Linked DNA regions of Pan troglodytes: region 2 is linked to region 1. A link is a contact called in public capture Hi-C data. All regions are on one chromosome and are shown on one strand. Each heading gives the region's core, a stretch centred on a gene start, on an enhancer-like site or on the middle of the called end of the contact. The rest is flanking DNA. Distances are from core to core; before and after follow the strand shown.

What was found. Capture Hi-C pulls out chosen DNA fragments and counts their contacts.
Region 2: a contact with region 1 is called in a capture Hi-C map of stem cell-derived neural stem cells, with 19 times the contacts expected there. The contact joins two enhancer-like sites. A contact is called at or near these places in 4 of 7 Hi-C or Micro-C datasets (blood, induced pluripotent stem cells and stem cell-derived neural progenitor cells) and 1 of 1 other capture datasets (stem cell-derived neural stem cells).

What each region holds. Positions count from the first base shown.
Region 1 is chr13:21,374,723-21,382,003 of NHGRI_mPanTro3-v2.0_pri, reverse strand. No RefSeq gene overlaps it. Among named protein-coding and RNA genes, the nearest start is that of GLI2, 41 kb to the left of the region's middle. Within about 2 kb of position 2,658, at least 1 of the 24 cell types and tissues checked has an H3K27ac peak or open chromatin away from gene starts, as enhancers often do. A contact at or near this core is called in stem cell-derived neural stem cells, where this site is marked.
Region 2 is chr13:21,751,747-21,759,027 of NHGRI_mPanTro3-v2.0_pri, reverse strand. No RefSeq gene overlaps it. Among named protein-coding and RNA genes, the nearest start is that of TFCP2L1, 210 kb to the left of the region's middle. Within about 2 kb of position 4,222, at least 1 of the 24 cell types and tissues checked has an H3K27ac peak or open chromatin away from gene starts, as enhancers often do. A contact at or near this core is called in stem cell-derived neural stem cells, where this site is marked.

The DNA of each region.
Region 1 (7,281 bases), core at 1,409-3,908:
CCAGGATTTGAGCTAGAGCTGCTGAACCAAGCATCTTCCCATGGGCCACCTGTGACACTTGGGCATCTTCCCAGCACGGCCACCTTGAGGGGTGCTTAGACTTCATCCTTGACAGCTCAGGGACACAAAAGCTAGTGACCCCACAAACAAGCAGAAGCCTAATGGACTTTTCAAATGGACCCAGGCTTGGAAGTCACTCTGTGTCACATCTGCCACACCGTTTGGGTGACAAATTAGTCACACAAGTCTATCCAGATTCAAGCTCCAAGGGGTAGAGATCACTCGAAGAATTTGTAATCATACAAAGGAAGAACAAACAGCTCTAAATCAAGTCACCCCATTAAATTTTTTTTAACTAAAGACATTGTCTTCAGTCTTTTATTGTTTACTCCTAATGTGAAAAATTATTTTATTTTTAAAAATTGTGTTAAAACATATGTAACATAAAATTTACCATTTTAATTTTTTTTTTTTTTTGAGATGGAGTCTGGCTCTGTCGCCCAGGCTGGAGTGCAGTGGTGCGATTTTGGCTCACTGCAACCTCTGCCTCCAAGGTTCAAGCAATTCTCCTGCCTCAGCCTCCTGAGTAGCTGGGATCACAGGTGCCCGCCACCACACCTGGCTAATTTTTTTGTATTTTTAGTAGAGATGGAGTCTCACCATGTTGGCCAGGCAGGTTTTGAACGCCTGACCTCAAGTAATCCACCCACCTTGGCCTCCCAAAGTGCTAGGTTTACAGGTGTGAGCCACCGTGCCCGGCCCATTTTAATTATTTTAAACTTTACAGTTCAATGGCATCAAGCACATTCCCATTGTTATGCCACCGTCGCCACCATCCATCTGCAGAACTCTTTCATCCTGTAAAACTGAAGCTCTACACCCACTAAACAGCAACTCCTAGTTCCCCATCTCCCCAGCCCCCAGCAACTGCCATTCTACTTTCTGTCTCTATGATGTTAACTACCTTAGGATCCTCACATAAGTGGAATGCAGCAGTATATGTCCTTTTGGACTGCCTTATCTCACTCAGCATACTGGCCTCAAAGGTCTATGCTCTAGCATGTGTCAGAATTTCTTTCTTTCCAAGGTTGAATTATATTCCGTCGTATGGAGAGGTCACATTGTATTTATCCGCTCATCCGTTGATGGGCACTTTGGTTGCTGTACCTTTTGGTTATTGTGAATAATGCTGCTATGAACTTCAGTGTACAAACATCTCTTCTGTCTCTGCTTTCAATTCTTTTGGGTATATTCTCAGAAGTGCAATTGCTGGATCCTATGGTAATTCTATTTTTATTTATTTATTTATTTATTTTTTGAGACGGGATTCTTCTCTGTTGCCCAGGCTGGAGTGCAGTGGCATCATCACAGCTCACTGTAGCCTCTGCCTTCTGGGCTCAGGTGATCCTCCCACCTCAGCCTCTTGGGTAGCTGGGACTACAGGCATGCACCATAATGCCTGACTAATTTTCTGTACTTTTAGTAGAGACAGGGTTTCACCGTATTTCTCAGGCTGGTCTCGAACTCCTGGGCTCAAGTGATCCACCCACCTCGGCCTCCCAAAATGTTGAGATTACAGATGTGAGCCACCATGCCTGACGGTAATTCTATGTTTAATATTTTGAGGAATAGCCATATGGTTTCCATAGCAACTGCACCATTTTACATTCCCACCTACAGTGCACAACAGTTCCAATTTCTCTCCATCCTTGCCAACTCGTGTTATTTTCTACTTTTTTGATGTTAGCCATCTTAATTGGTGTGAGCGATTAAATGCATTTTATTTACATTTGATCCTGAGAAAATCTCTTGAGATACCTACCATGATGATCACCCCAAGTCTTAGAAAAAAGAAAACTAAAGAGAAGAGAAGCTAGTAAGTGGTGTTGCCAGAATTAAAATCCAGGCCTGCCAATCACCAGTCTCTCCTAGTGGGGGCTGCTTGGAACTGAAGATCCCTCAAAATTCTCCAGTTCTTCTGGGAAGCCCCTCCCTCCCTTCCCCAGCCCCTGTCCCATCTCTCTTGCCTTGCCTGGCCACCCATCCTGTCTGAATTCACTAACCCGGAACCAGGTTCTAGTGGGACTCAGTGATGGCCACATTGACGTAAGCAGCCAAGGGAAGCAATATAGTGTGTAGAACAAGAGTCCTGAGGCTACGAATCAGATGCTAGGGTTGAAGGCTTGAGTCTGAGTGTGAGATTTCAGGCATTTACCCAAGAGACTCAACCACTCTGGAGCTCAATTTGCTCTTCCACAAAATGGGAGGAAGCAAGGGGGTGGTGAGACCACGGGGAGATAAAATGAAGTGCTGAAATGACATGCAACGTGAGCCTTGTTGTTTGCAGTGTGCCATTTAGCTGTTGTTTTGGGGTGTTTTCCCTTAGAGGCTTCAGCTTATCCCTCTGCACTCCTAGCTGCTTTCTGCCGCTGGGCCGCAGCCCCGTTTCTGATGCCACCACGGAAGGGGAAAGCCGAGCAGTCCCTGCTATTTCGTGCTTTTAGGACGCAGCACAAAGTGTGCTGGGCAGAGCTTGGACTTCGAATGCAGATGGCTGGCTTTCTGATTCCCCCTCTGCCACTGAGCAGCGGGGCGTTACTCTGCCTGGCTTCCTCTGCCACAAAATAGGCTTCCAAATGCCGTTTTGCGGGGCTGCTGCAAATGGAATTTGCTCATAGTTGTCCGGGGCCCAGCACTGTGTCTGAAATGCTGTAGATGCTCGATAAATGTACAGAAAGAGGGCCGCAGGATGCAAAGGCCAAAATACTCCAGGAAATACGACGCTGAGCTGAGAGCGCATTGCTCCCTCTACGGTCAGATCTCCGTCCCGCGGTTTTTGCGGTCCCGACTATTGCTGTCGGAGGACGGCAGTGGAGCGACTCTATTCTTAATTCGACTCTTCCACCTGGTGGCGGATTGCTAAAATGCACTTTCGGAGTTGGGATCCAATTTGAATGCCCTGCTCAGAGCAATTTGAGGACTGGAGCCAGAATTGTCACTCTGTTCCACCCTCTAGCCATCCACCCACTTAGTTATTTCAATTGTCCTCCGGGGCTCTCCTCTTTCCCCAAGCTCCCCAGCGGAGTAGACACAGCTGTGAGGCTGCAGGACCGGAAGATTTGCGGTGTTCTTCCCCAGTGGGCTTTCTATGCCCAGAGATCAGGAGGATGGGAGAAAGAGAAGGGAAGGATAGGGGCCACGTGGACTGAAGGAGTAAGAAACCCGAGTCTGGAGACGGAGCTTGCAGTGAGCCGAGATCGCGCCACTGCACTCCAGCCTGGGCGACAGAGCAAGACTCCGTCTCAAAAAAAAAAAAAAAAAAAAAAAAAAGAAGAAGAAGAAAAGGAAAGAAAAGAAACCCAGGTCTTCTGGGGGCTGACGGGTTTCCATGGGGGGCCTTCTCACTTTTTTACTCCCTTAGGAGAGGCAACCGCCTTCCTTGGAGGCCAGGTTTGGAGGCTTCTCCACGAGATCACGGAAGTTCTGCCAACTCCCCAACCTGTCCAATGGGTCCTAGGCTCTTTATGCCTTAGAACAGAAGTCAGGGGACTTGGACACATTATGGAGTGATATGGGACACTCTCTCCTCTTAGAAACAGATGACCCTCCAAGAGGGGCCAGCAGTGGAGCACTGTCTGGAGCATTTTGGGGTCCTGCTTGGAATGCTGTTATCTAACAAGCCTGGGGCGTTCTGGGGTGGCCACCTGGCAGCTTTTGGACCTGAGCCAACAAGTCTCGGTGATTTACCTCGTAGGATCATTCCTTTTGGGCAGTTGGTGGTGAGAAGAACAGTGTGAGGACATCAGTCAACCAGCCATGGTTGGGAGCAGGAGACAGGGGCGCCTTGTATGTGCTCTCCAGGCTGTCCCCACCGCCTTCCATGTGTGATGTCAGTGCCCTGAATCAGAGTACTGGCTGGAAGGCCTTCCCCCCGAGCCCCTGCCACTGGAGCAGGTGGGAGTGTGGGCGTGGGGGGACCCTGGAGGAACATCCTCAAACCTGACACCCTGGTACAGCCCAAGAAACGGGCTGATCATGGCTTCTCTGCCCATCTGAGCCCAGTCAGCATCAAAAGCCCTTTCCAGGCATCCTGGAGAGCACCTTCCCACCAGGATGTCTTATTAATGAAATCAATAATGAAATCATTACCGAGGACATTATCAAATGCTGCTGCCTCTTTTGGGAGCTGCTGCTTAGAAAACAGAGGAAGGATGGGCTTTTCCCAAAACTCATGTTGAACGGTTTCAAACATCCAGAAAAGTTGAAACAACAGGTCTATGTCACTTAGATTCTACAATTCTTAATATTTTGTCATGCTTGGTTCCTTTCCACCTTTTCCATAGATGTAACACAGATATACGTAGATACACACACACGCATGCACACATGTTTTTATGTGTGTGGGTCAGTTTGAAAGTTGCTGACTCGGTGACATTTCACCCTCTTTAACAGACATCTCTTAAGAATAGGGATATTCTCCTCTGTAACCATGAGACCATTATTGTACTTAAGAAAGTCACCAACAGTTCAGTAATACCTAATATTCAATCCATTTTCAAATTTTCAGAGTTGTCGCCTAAATGTCTTTGATGGCTGATTTTTTTTTTTTTTTTTTTGAGCTGGGATCCGATCAAGATCACATATTACACTTGCTGGTTATGGTCTTTTGTCTTTAGTCCCTTTTAATTTAGAAGGATTCAGCTGGGCGTGGTGGCTCATGCCTGTAATCTCAGCATTTTGGGAGGCTAATGTGGGTGGATCACCTGAGGCCAGGAGTTCGAGACCAGCCTGACCAAAATGGTGAAACCCTGTCTCTACTAAAAATACAAAAATTAGCCAGCATGGTGGTGCACACCTGTAGTCCCAGCTACTTAGGAGGCTGACGCAGGAGAATCACTTGAACCTGGGAGGCGGAGGTTGCAGTGAGCCAAGATCGTGCCACTGCACTCCAACCTGGGTGACAGAGAGAGACTGTCTCAAAAAAAAAAAAAAAAAAAAGAAAAAAAATTAAAAGGATTCTCTGGCCTTTTTTTTAAAAAAAAGAAATCTTCATGTCATTGACATTTTCAGAGCACGCAGATCAATTGTTTTGCAGACATTCTCTCACTTTGACTCTGTTGGGTCTTTTTCCTTCATGACTAGAATCAGGTTTTCTGCACAAATCCTATGTGGGGAATGTGGGGTCCTTCTTGGTGCATGGCTTCAGGGCACATGAGGCCAGGTTGTTGGACTAACAGTGATGCTGGTGACATCCCCTGGTTAGGGTGATGGTAGGCAGATCGATGTGTCATCTCCATCAGTATTGTTTCTGATGTCCTCATGGCCCCAGCATTAGTCAGTGGAAACCCATCAGACAACTTCCTATGTCTGTTTATCCTGGCCCTGATTAGTCTTCAATAACACCCTTGTTTCTGGCACCAGACATCCAAGATTTGCCTTGTCTCTTCCAGCCCAGACCTGGAACCACCTATTTCTCCAGGGAGGCCTGGTTATATGAGTGGAGAAGGGTATTTAAAAATCCAAGACTGGGACCTAACTGTGCTCCTCACTAGTAGACAGAGCTGGGCAATGGGCATATTAACTCAGGAGTGGATGCTGGTGCCAGGAAGAGGGTGTGGGACCCAGGCCAGAGGCACAGTCAGAGGTGTTGGCTGAGTGTCCGAAACCAGGGTCTGAGAAGGTCTGGAGTTGCTGGGAGAGCTGATAGGCACCACCTTTGGGATTTTTCCTGACTTCAAACTCAATGACTCCACAGAGCCTGTGGCGAGATGCCTAAGTGATTAACTTCTGAGCAGGGCTGGAAGAAAGGCTTTGGGGCGCTGTGAGGTTGAGACCTTGGTGTGGAGGGAAATGTGGGCCTGTACTGCTCAGTCAGCCTCTAAGATGGGTGGGCTGCACACAATCACCCCTTCCCGGTCAGTGCTAGAACTGGGAGTGGGGTGGGGAGGAAGTTGAGGGCCAGTCAGAGAAGAAGGAGGGGTGAGGGGGTGCCCCGCTGTGGGATCCCTGCAGTTGGGACCCCCATAAAAAGGCATCAAAACAAACCTGAGGCCAGGTGCAGTGGCTCATACTTGTAATCCCAGCACTTTGGGAGGCTGAAGTGAGTGGATCACCTGAGGTCAGGAGTTTGAGACCAGCCTGGCCAATGTGGTGAAACCCCGTCTCTACCAAAAATACAAAACTTAGCCGAGCATGGTGGCGCATGCGCCTGTAATCCCTGCTACTTGGGAGGCTGAGGCAGGAGAATTGCTGGAACCTGGGAGGTGGAGGTTACAGTGAGCTGAGATTGCACCACTGCACTCCAGCCTGGGCGACAGAGCGAGACTCTGTCTCAAAAAACAACAACAACGACAAACAAACAAACAACAAAAAAACCCCACAAACCCGAGCATCACCACCAGCTTCCTAGGACTCCCAAAAGCAGGGTGGGAGCCAAGAATTCTCCATGGAGGGGAAGAGGTCCCAAGCCCCCACAGATTGGGGCTCCGCTTTGATCTGTCTCAGCTGGTGGGCCCAGCGCAGCAGGAGGGCCAGCAGAGAGGAGCACGTTTACACTGAGCAGTGCACCTTGGAGGTTGTTTTGTGGCTCTGCACAGAGAGGCGTCTAAAGCTTCTTTATGACTGCAGCGTTCCATTGTGTGGATTTACCAAATGTTATCTCATTTTATCCAACCAGCACCCTATTGATGGCTACTGAGACTGCTCCCAGAGTGTTTTGCTATTACAAACTGTATTCTGATGAATAGTCTTGTACATGGGTTTTTGTGCATTAATAAGAGTTTGTCTTGGGATACATTCCTACAAGTTGAAATGCTGATTCAAAGGCATTATTTAATTCCTCAAGCTGCCTTCCACAGAGGTTGCACCCTCCTACTACCATTGGCAACATGAGTGCCTGATTTGGAAGGCTGGCGGAGTAAACACATTGTGGTCCCTACCAACATGGCTGCTGTGGTCCCTACCAAGATGGCTGCTGTGCTCCGGGCTGGGTGAGCACACCAGATGTGCACAGAATCAGATCAGGTCTCAAGCACAAAGGCACAGGTGCCCTTCCTGGCAGCTGCTTGCAATGGCAATGCCCCAGCAGCTGCCTGTCTCTCCTGACATGCTTAAGGGTGCAGGCCGAGGAAGGCCCAGTGGGCTGTCTGCAAGTTGAGGGAGGCACTCAAGGCAGAAGTCAAGTGCTCCTGGGTTGCAAGCCTGGAATAAACTGGAATGGTTGCTGGGACAAGGAGCCTCATGCAGGCAGGGGTGGCATGTTTCCAATGTAACCATCATGGA
Region 2 (7,281 bases), core at 2,973-5,472, 380 kb before region 1:
AAGCGGCTGGGAGAAGTAAGATTTAGCCTCCCAAACAGGCGGCAGGGAAGGAAGGGACCAGAAGTGCTCCCAGCAGCTCATTTGCATTTCAAACAGCCCGTTTGTTTTATCTCCTAATTAGCATACTCACCCTCAGCTGAAAACGAGTCCATTAAAGGAGACTCTGCTCCAGGCTCGGCTTCTCCTTTAAATATTTTTAAAGTGCATGATTAATACATTTGCCCATCGCTGCGTGGACTGTGCTGGGGGGTTAGGGGGCAGATAAGTGAAAGAGAATGGCTGCACTCGGCGTTGACTGGCTGATTAATCACTGCCTCTTTTCTATAAATCATGGCAGATGGCAGGAGCTGGCTGCAGGCCCTCGTGGGGAATGAGGTGCTGCAGGCAGGATGAACAGGGGTCGCGGGAGACCCTGGAAGGCCCCAGTTGTGTCGTGTTTTTTTTCCTCGGCCCTACAGACCTCGGTGTCCACCCCACCCCCTGCACTTCGTGGCAATTCCCAAGTTCAAGAGCAGTGGTGTAGCTGCTGGGAAGACACAGGAAATCTCATTTCTCCCTTGGATTTTTTAGGACCTAGATAATGACACTGTCAATTTTGGGAATGGTCAACTTTGGGGTGGGGCGAGTCAGGTCCAGTGCAATACTTGTATATATTTTATCTTCAATTCTCCCAACAACCCCATTTTCTAGATAGGAATTGTGAGGCTTGGCAAGGCAGACACAGATATTGTTCCCAGCTGGTCCCACCCAAAGCCTGCTCCTCGCTGGCCTCCCTTTTGCCCTCCCCAGGGGAGCATCATCAGCCCAAGGCCCAGAAGTGAAGGCCCTGGAGCTGGCACAGCTGCCCCCTCCCCGGGACCTCGGCCTTCTCCATCCCTGGGGGCCACTGCAGTCTTCCCCTGGTACGGGACACATTCTCCCCATCAGGCCTGCATGGCTATTGCCCACCTCACCGTGCACATTCAATGGTGTTTTTGTCTCTTGACTTGTCTTTCCCAGGAGATGTTGGATTTCCTGGAGGCAGGAAGTGTGGCCACCACCGGGAGTAGCTCCAGGACCCGGCATGGGTCAGGCTCTGGGGTGGTGTGACAGATGTGTGTCCGGTCAGCCTAGCTGAGCTGAACTGCAGCACCCAGGACTCCCTTCCCTGCACAGGCTTGGGTTATCTCGGGCCCCGGGGAACTCCCTTCCCTGCACAGGCTTGGGTTATCTGGGGCCCGGGGAGGGGCAGAGGGAGCAGCAGTCATGTCTTCCTTTTACACTCAGAAGGCGAGAGGGGCCAGTGCCTCCCAACACACAGGGGACTCGCAGGTGCTGCTGATCTCAGGAGATGGATTTGGTGTCCAGGCAGCTGGGGCATAGCTCTTCCAGCCCAGCCAGAGCCTCCTGTGGCCTTCTTGACTCCCAGGCCAGGTATATGCTTAGTTCATGAAGGTGCCGGCTTCTTCCACGGGGTGCCCATCCTCGAAGGTAGAGGCTTAGAGCAGGGGACAGATTGACTTGGGGTCCGCTACTTCCCGGTGGGAGTTCCAGCTCAGCCTGTCAGGTTCCATTTGTCCTCCTACCCCACTTCATGGTCATCCCCTTTTCCCCACGCCCGCCCTGCCAGCTCCACGCACCAGAGAAGCAGCAGTTCCCTTACACGGGGTGGCCAGTGCCCAAGGTTTCACAAGGCCAAGTCCCTGTCATAGGTCGTGTGTGTGTGTGTCTGTGTGTGTCTGTGTGTGTGTCTATGTGTTTGTGTGTCTGCATGTGTCTGTGTGTATCTGTGTGTGCGTGTCTATGTATGTATCTGTGTGTGCCTGTGTGTATCTGTGTGTGTGTGCGTGTCTATATATGTATCTGTGTGTGTCTGTGTGTGTGTCTGTGTCTGTGGGTGTGTCTGTGTGTCTGTGTGTATACGTGTCTGTGTCTGCGTCTGTGTGTCTGTGTGTGCCTGCGTGTGTGTCTGTGTCTGTGTGTCTGTGGGTGTCTGTGTGTGTGTCTCTGTGTGTTTGTGTCTGTGTGTTGGTGTCCGCGTGTCTGTCCGTGTAGTGCGTGTGTGTCTATGTCTGTATGTCTGTGTATGTGTCTGTGTGCATGTGTGTGTCTCTGTGTGTGTGTTTGTGTCTATGTGTGTGTGTCTTTGTGTGTCTTTGTGTGTCTGTGTGTTTCTGTGGGTGCGTGTGTCTCTGTGTGTTTGTGTGTCTGTGTGTGTCTGCGTGTGTGTCTCTGTGTCTCTGTGTCTGTGCGTGTGTGTCTGTGTGTGTGTCTCTGTGTCTGTGTGTCTGTGTGTGTGTATGTGTCTGTGTGTGTGTGCGCGCGCATGTCCTCTCACGTCCCAATGTTCCACTTCTCTGAACTCTGACTGGTGCAGGTGGCAGAGCCTGTAGGAATGGAATGGGAGGAGATGGGAAACCCTTGTGGGATGGGAACTGTCTGGTCGGGTTCTGCAGACTACGTGGGAAAGTGGAACACAGTGATCCTGGCAGAGGGAACAGCATGTGCAAAGACCAGGGGGTAGTGGGGCACAGTGCCTGAGCAGCCGTGGGTTCCTGTCCCGCCCAGAAGAGAAAAGGTCTGCAGAGGAAGCAGCGGCTGCCTGAGTGGAGCCCAGCCCGGCAGTGGGCAGTGGGAGCCAGGCTGGGCTTTCCTGCAGGAGGCACCACGTGGTTGCTGCAGATGAGAGAGGGTGATGCCCCCAGGAACTCCAGGCTGGCAGGGGTTAGGGACGGAATTGACGTGGGCTGTACGGCGTTGGCCTAGTTCCTTGTTGGGGATACAATCAGGCGGGAGCGGCCTGTCCCTTAGGATACAATGACTGGGCTATAGCAGTCGTGCTCTTGATCAAGTTAAAAAGTGGCTGCTGGTATCACTGGCCCCCACCAAGTCGGGGAAGCCCTGCTCCCCATCACTCTGGAGAGCTGTGTATTTTCCCAAACTCCAAGCATTGGTGCTGAGACCGCTCCCGCAAAAAAAGCCAGAGAAGGGTAGCTGGGCTTCCCCCAACTCCAAGGGGTTGAACTAGCGACCCTTCAGGAGTCTCAGAAGACCCCCATTGTGCATTCAGGGAAATGGGAGCCCAGGGAGAGGATGGGCCCTGCCTAAGGTCACCCAGTGAGTTGCAAGAGCTGGTAAGAGCCCAGGTCTCCAGATGCCTGCCCAGCAGCAGTGCCAGGGGAAGGAGACGTGGGGCCAAGGCCACCCGTTGTGCAGAGATCAGGAACAAGTGGTGCCGGGGCGAGACTACCCACAGGGGAGCACCTTCTCTGAACTCCAAGGAGCCACGGGCCCTGAGCCTCTCTCCCTCTCGTGGGGACTCACCACCTTGAAAGAGATGGACCCAGAGGTAAATGACAAGATGACACCATAAATGCCACAACGCAGGCACTGGGGGAGAACAGGGGAAGCAGCCACCAATCCTCCCTTATAAGTATTCAAATTCCACTCATTCCTTCATGCAGTAACTAGCTACTGAGCACCTAGGATGTGCAGGGCTGGATGGGGCTGGGGACACAGAGCTGAACAAGACAGCCCCCCTGCCCCCGTCTTGGAGCTTGGCATCCTAGCACATATTAATATATAGTATTCGTACACTGTGTAATGTAATGCTGGTAATAACTTCCATAAAGATCCCTCACAGCAGTCTGAGAGGGCGGAGTGATGGGGACCAGGGACCCTTGGCCCAGGAAGACAAGGACAGCCTCTTAAAGCAGTTGCCATTTGAGTCGAGACCTAAACTCTGAGAAGGAGGAGGCATGTGGACATTTGGAAGCAGATGTTTTTAGGGAAAGAAAACAGTGAATGCAAAGGCCCTGGGGTGGAGGTGAGCTCAATGTTTTGGAAAGAAGGCCCAGTCGGCTAAAGCGGAAGGAGCAGAGGAGGCCCTAAAAGGTGACCTGGGGACATAGGTGGGTTGGACTGCAGAGCCCCGTGGCCATGGGGACGTGCCTGATGTACATTCCAGGGAGCTCCTCTGGCCTCTGTAGGACAATGGGCTGTGCACCCACCTGGTGCTGATGGGCACCACGGCTCTTTCTATGTTTGGGTACTCAGTTGGAAACCCAGAACTTCTGAGGTGTTACAACCTGGGGCGCCTGTGCCTTCAGCCTGTCTAGCAGTGTGGCCTGGGCAAGGCCCTTCCCAGAGCCCAGTCTCTGTCAGGCTGGAGGGTGGGTGATCCAGCCACACAGTCACAGTAACAGCCTGCTCCCTCCGGAAAAGGCCTCTGTGGCCAGGGACAAGCTGCTTTCCCCGCTATGTGGAGTGCTGAGGCTGGATGATCGGCAGGAAACGGGCGGGCAAGGGCTTTGACGCCTCTGGGCTGGAACCCCTGGGCTGTCTTGGGGAAGCCCTGGGGGGAGCGGAGGTGGTGCTGGGACTGGGACCCCTCCTCCCGTCTGCCCTAGGCTGGCAGTTGGTGCTGGGCACCACTGCCCTTCTTTCACCAGGAGGCGCTGGCGGGCTTTTGCACTCTGTTTTCCTACCTCTCCTCGTCCTTTTTTTTCTTTTCTTTTCCAATTAAAAATCATCCTTGTAGGGTCCATTTTCGAACAGATTTTGGAACAGTCTCTTTGAGAAATCCAATGCACTTTTTCTTGAGACAGGGTCTTTCTCTGTCACCCACGCTGGAGTGTGTGACGTTTGCTTACTGCACCCTCAACCTCTGGGCTCAATCTTCCCACCTCAGCCTCCCAAGTAGCTTGCACACCACTGTACCCGACTGATTTTTTGTTTTTTTTTTGTAGAGACAGGGTCTTGCTTTGTTGCCCAGGCTGGTCTCAAACTCCTGGGTTCAAGTGATCCCGCCACCTCAGTCTCCCAAAGTGCTGGAATTACAGGCGTGACCAATGTACCATTAACTTTGGGATTCAGAACTAACTCAGGAAGCTTCCAGCCACCCAGCTGAAGGCCAGGCCTGGGTCTCACCCGGTAGCCAGATCCTGGCAGGGGGTGGGGGCAAGGGCGGTTCTGGGATCCCTGTGGACTGGACCCACAATACTGACTTCTGACATTTGTTGGTTTTTTTTTTTTTTTGAGACGGAGTCTTATTCTGTCACCCAGGCTGGAGTGCAGTGGCGCGATTTCGGCTCACTGCAACCTCTGCCTCCTGGGTTCAAGCAATTCTCCTGCCTCAGCCTCCTAAGTAGCTGTGATTACAGGCGCCCGCCACCAGGCCCGGCTAATTTTTGTGTTTTTAGTAGAGACGGAGTTTCACCATGTTGGCCAGGCTGTTCTCGAACTCCTGACCTCAAGTGATCCACCCACCTTGGCCTCCCAAGGTGCTGGGATTATAGGCGTGAGCCGCTGTGCCCGGCCTGACATTTGTTGGTTTTAATAAGCATGAAAGGAATTCCAGGGCATCTGTCCTCCACCCTGCCCCATTGGCTGGCCTCGAACCCCAGCGGAGCCAGAGTTGGAGAGTATTTTCCGTGAAAGATTTCCTGGGTTTTGGGGACAAATTGGGCTGCTCTCAGGAGTGGGGGACAGAATGGGGTGCGAGGTGGGGGCAGGGGGCCTTCTTCGTTCTACTTCCTGCTCGGAAATATTTTAGGGACTTGCTATTTTAGTAAAGGCATTAATTGGGCACATATTTACCATCCTGCTGTTTTTAATCACAATGTCTGTGAATTTCCCTCAGTGTGAGAGGGGCCCAGACTTCAATTTCCTGTCCCTTCAATGCTTGCAGAAGATGGAATATTCCAGCACATGTGCAGGATCCATGCTAACTAAAACATAGTTATCCTCCACCACAGAACCACAGACAGGGCACAAGGACAGGGGCAGCTGAGGGTGGGTTCCTGATTCCCAACGTGGGATGGGCGTACGCCACCCCCTCCACCAAGGCATGGGGCTGTGTTCGCAGCTGACAGTATGGTCATGCGAAGGAGTTTTGCAAATGACCTTGGCCCTGGATGCGCAATGACTGAATGAAGCTTGAACTTCATCACTGAACTCTGCAGGACCTGCAGGAGCAAGTTGGAAGCTCAGTTTCCTCATCTGCGAAATGGGGGAATAATAGTGACTGCGCCATGAGATGACGGTGAATGTTAAATGACATCGCCCATTGTTATCAGGGTTTTGGCTGTCACTATTCATCGAGTACCTCCCTCCTGTCCACTCATGCTTTACACACCCCGAGAGAAGCTCCTGCGGATTAGAGATGTTAAGGGAGCCGCCTAGGATGGCACAGCTTGGCAGAAGGGTGGAGCCAGGGCCCACCTGGGTCTGTAGAATTCCTCTGCTCTCCTTGGCCTGTCCTCTGAACTCCTGGGGATTTGGCAGATTCTCCTTTCAGGGGAGAAGTTAGAGGTGGAGTCTGCGCTTTGCATTCTGCCAACCCAGAACCCTGGGGCAGGTTGTGCCTGGGCCTGGCTGCTGGCTGGCACTGAGCAGCAAAACAGTCCTGACCAGAGCCGGGCACCTGGAGGCCAGTGGTGGGCAAAGCCCTTCCTCCTGAGAAGTGCAGGTTCACTGGCCCAGCCCTCCCAGCCCTGCTGCACCATGCAGCGGGCTCCAGAAGAGGAGGGATGAAGCCTCTAGCCCTGCCCACTGAGAAGCCCAGTATTCCCCCTGGGATGGCAACAAATCCTGCCTGCCACAGAGGTGCCAGGACCCGCCGCAGAGAGGGAGATGAGAGAGGGCCCTAGAGGGGACTACAGAGGCCACTTGCAAGGAGTAGGGGATGGATGACAGGGATGAGTGGGACTGGGGAGAAGAGGAGGGAGGGAGGGAATTGCTCAGCAGGGCAAGGACACAGGAATGAGTGCTATGTGGGGTGGGGGCACCTCAAGAGACAGAAGAGAGGAATGGGTACCATGGCGAGGGTCGGGGGCATTCACTGACAGAGAGGAGAAGAGCCTGCCAGGTTATGCGTGGTTTGAAAGCTGGAGTTTAGACTTGATGTGATAAAAATGGGGAGCCACGGTAGCCTCTTGAGTGAGGGAAGGCTAGGGATGGGCTGAGGAAGGGGTAGAAATGAAAGAGACAGGCTACAGATGCCAGTCTCTGTGCCCATCCACGACTGGTCTCTAACCCACTTCATCCCCTGGCTTCAGTTCATTTACTAAGTCACCCTTGGGAGCTACCCTCAGAAATCCCATTTTCAAATGACATGAGAAAATGCTCCTGGCATAACACAGAGTGAAAAGCTAAGAAGCAGCGGAAGCTGTGCTTTGTAATCTCGATTTGGTGAGAGAAGTCTGCACGTGTGTCTGTGTTTGTGAGGATACCACTGCCCCGGGCTTTCTTGGTGATGTTGGTTTTTGTCCTTTTTCTTCTTCTTTGACAAAATTTCCTTCA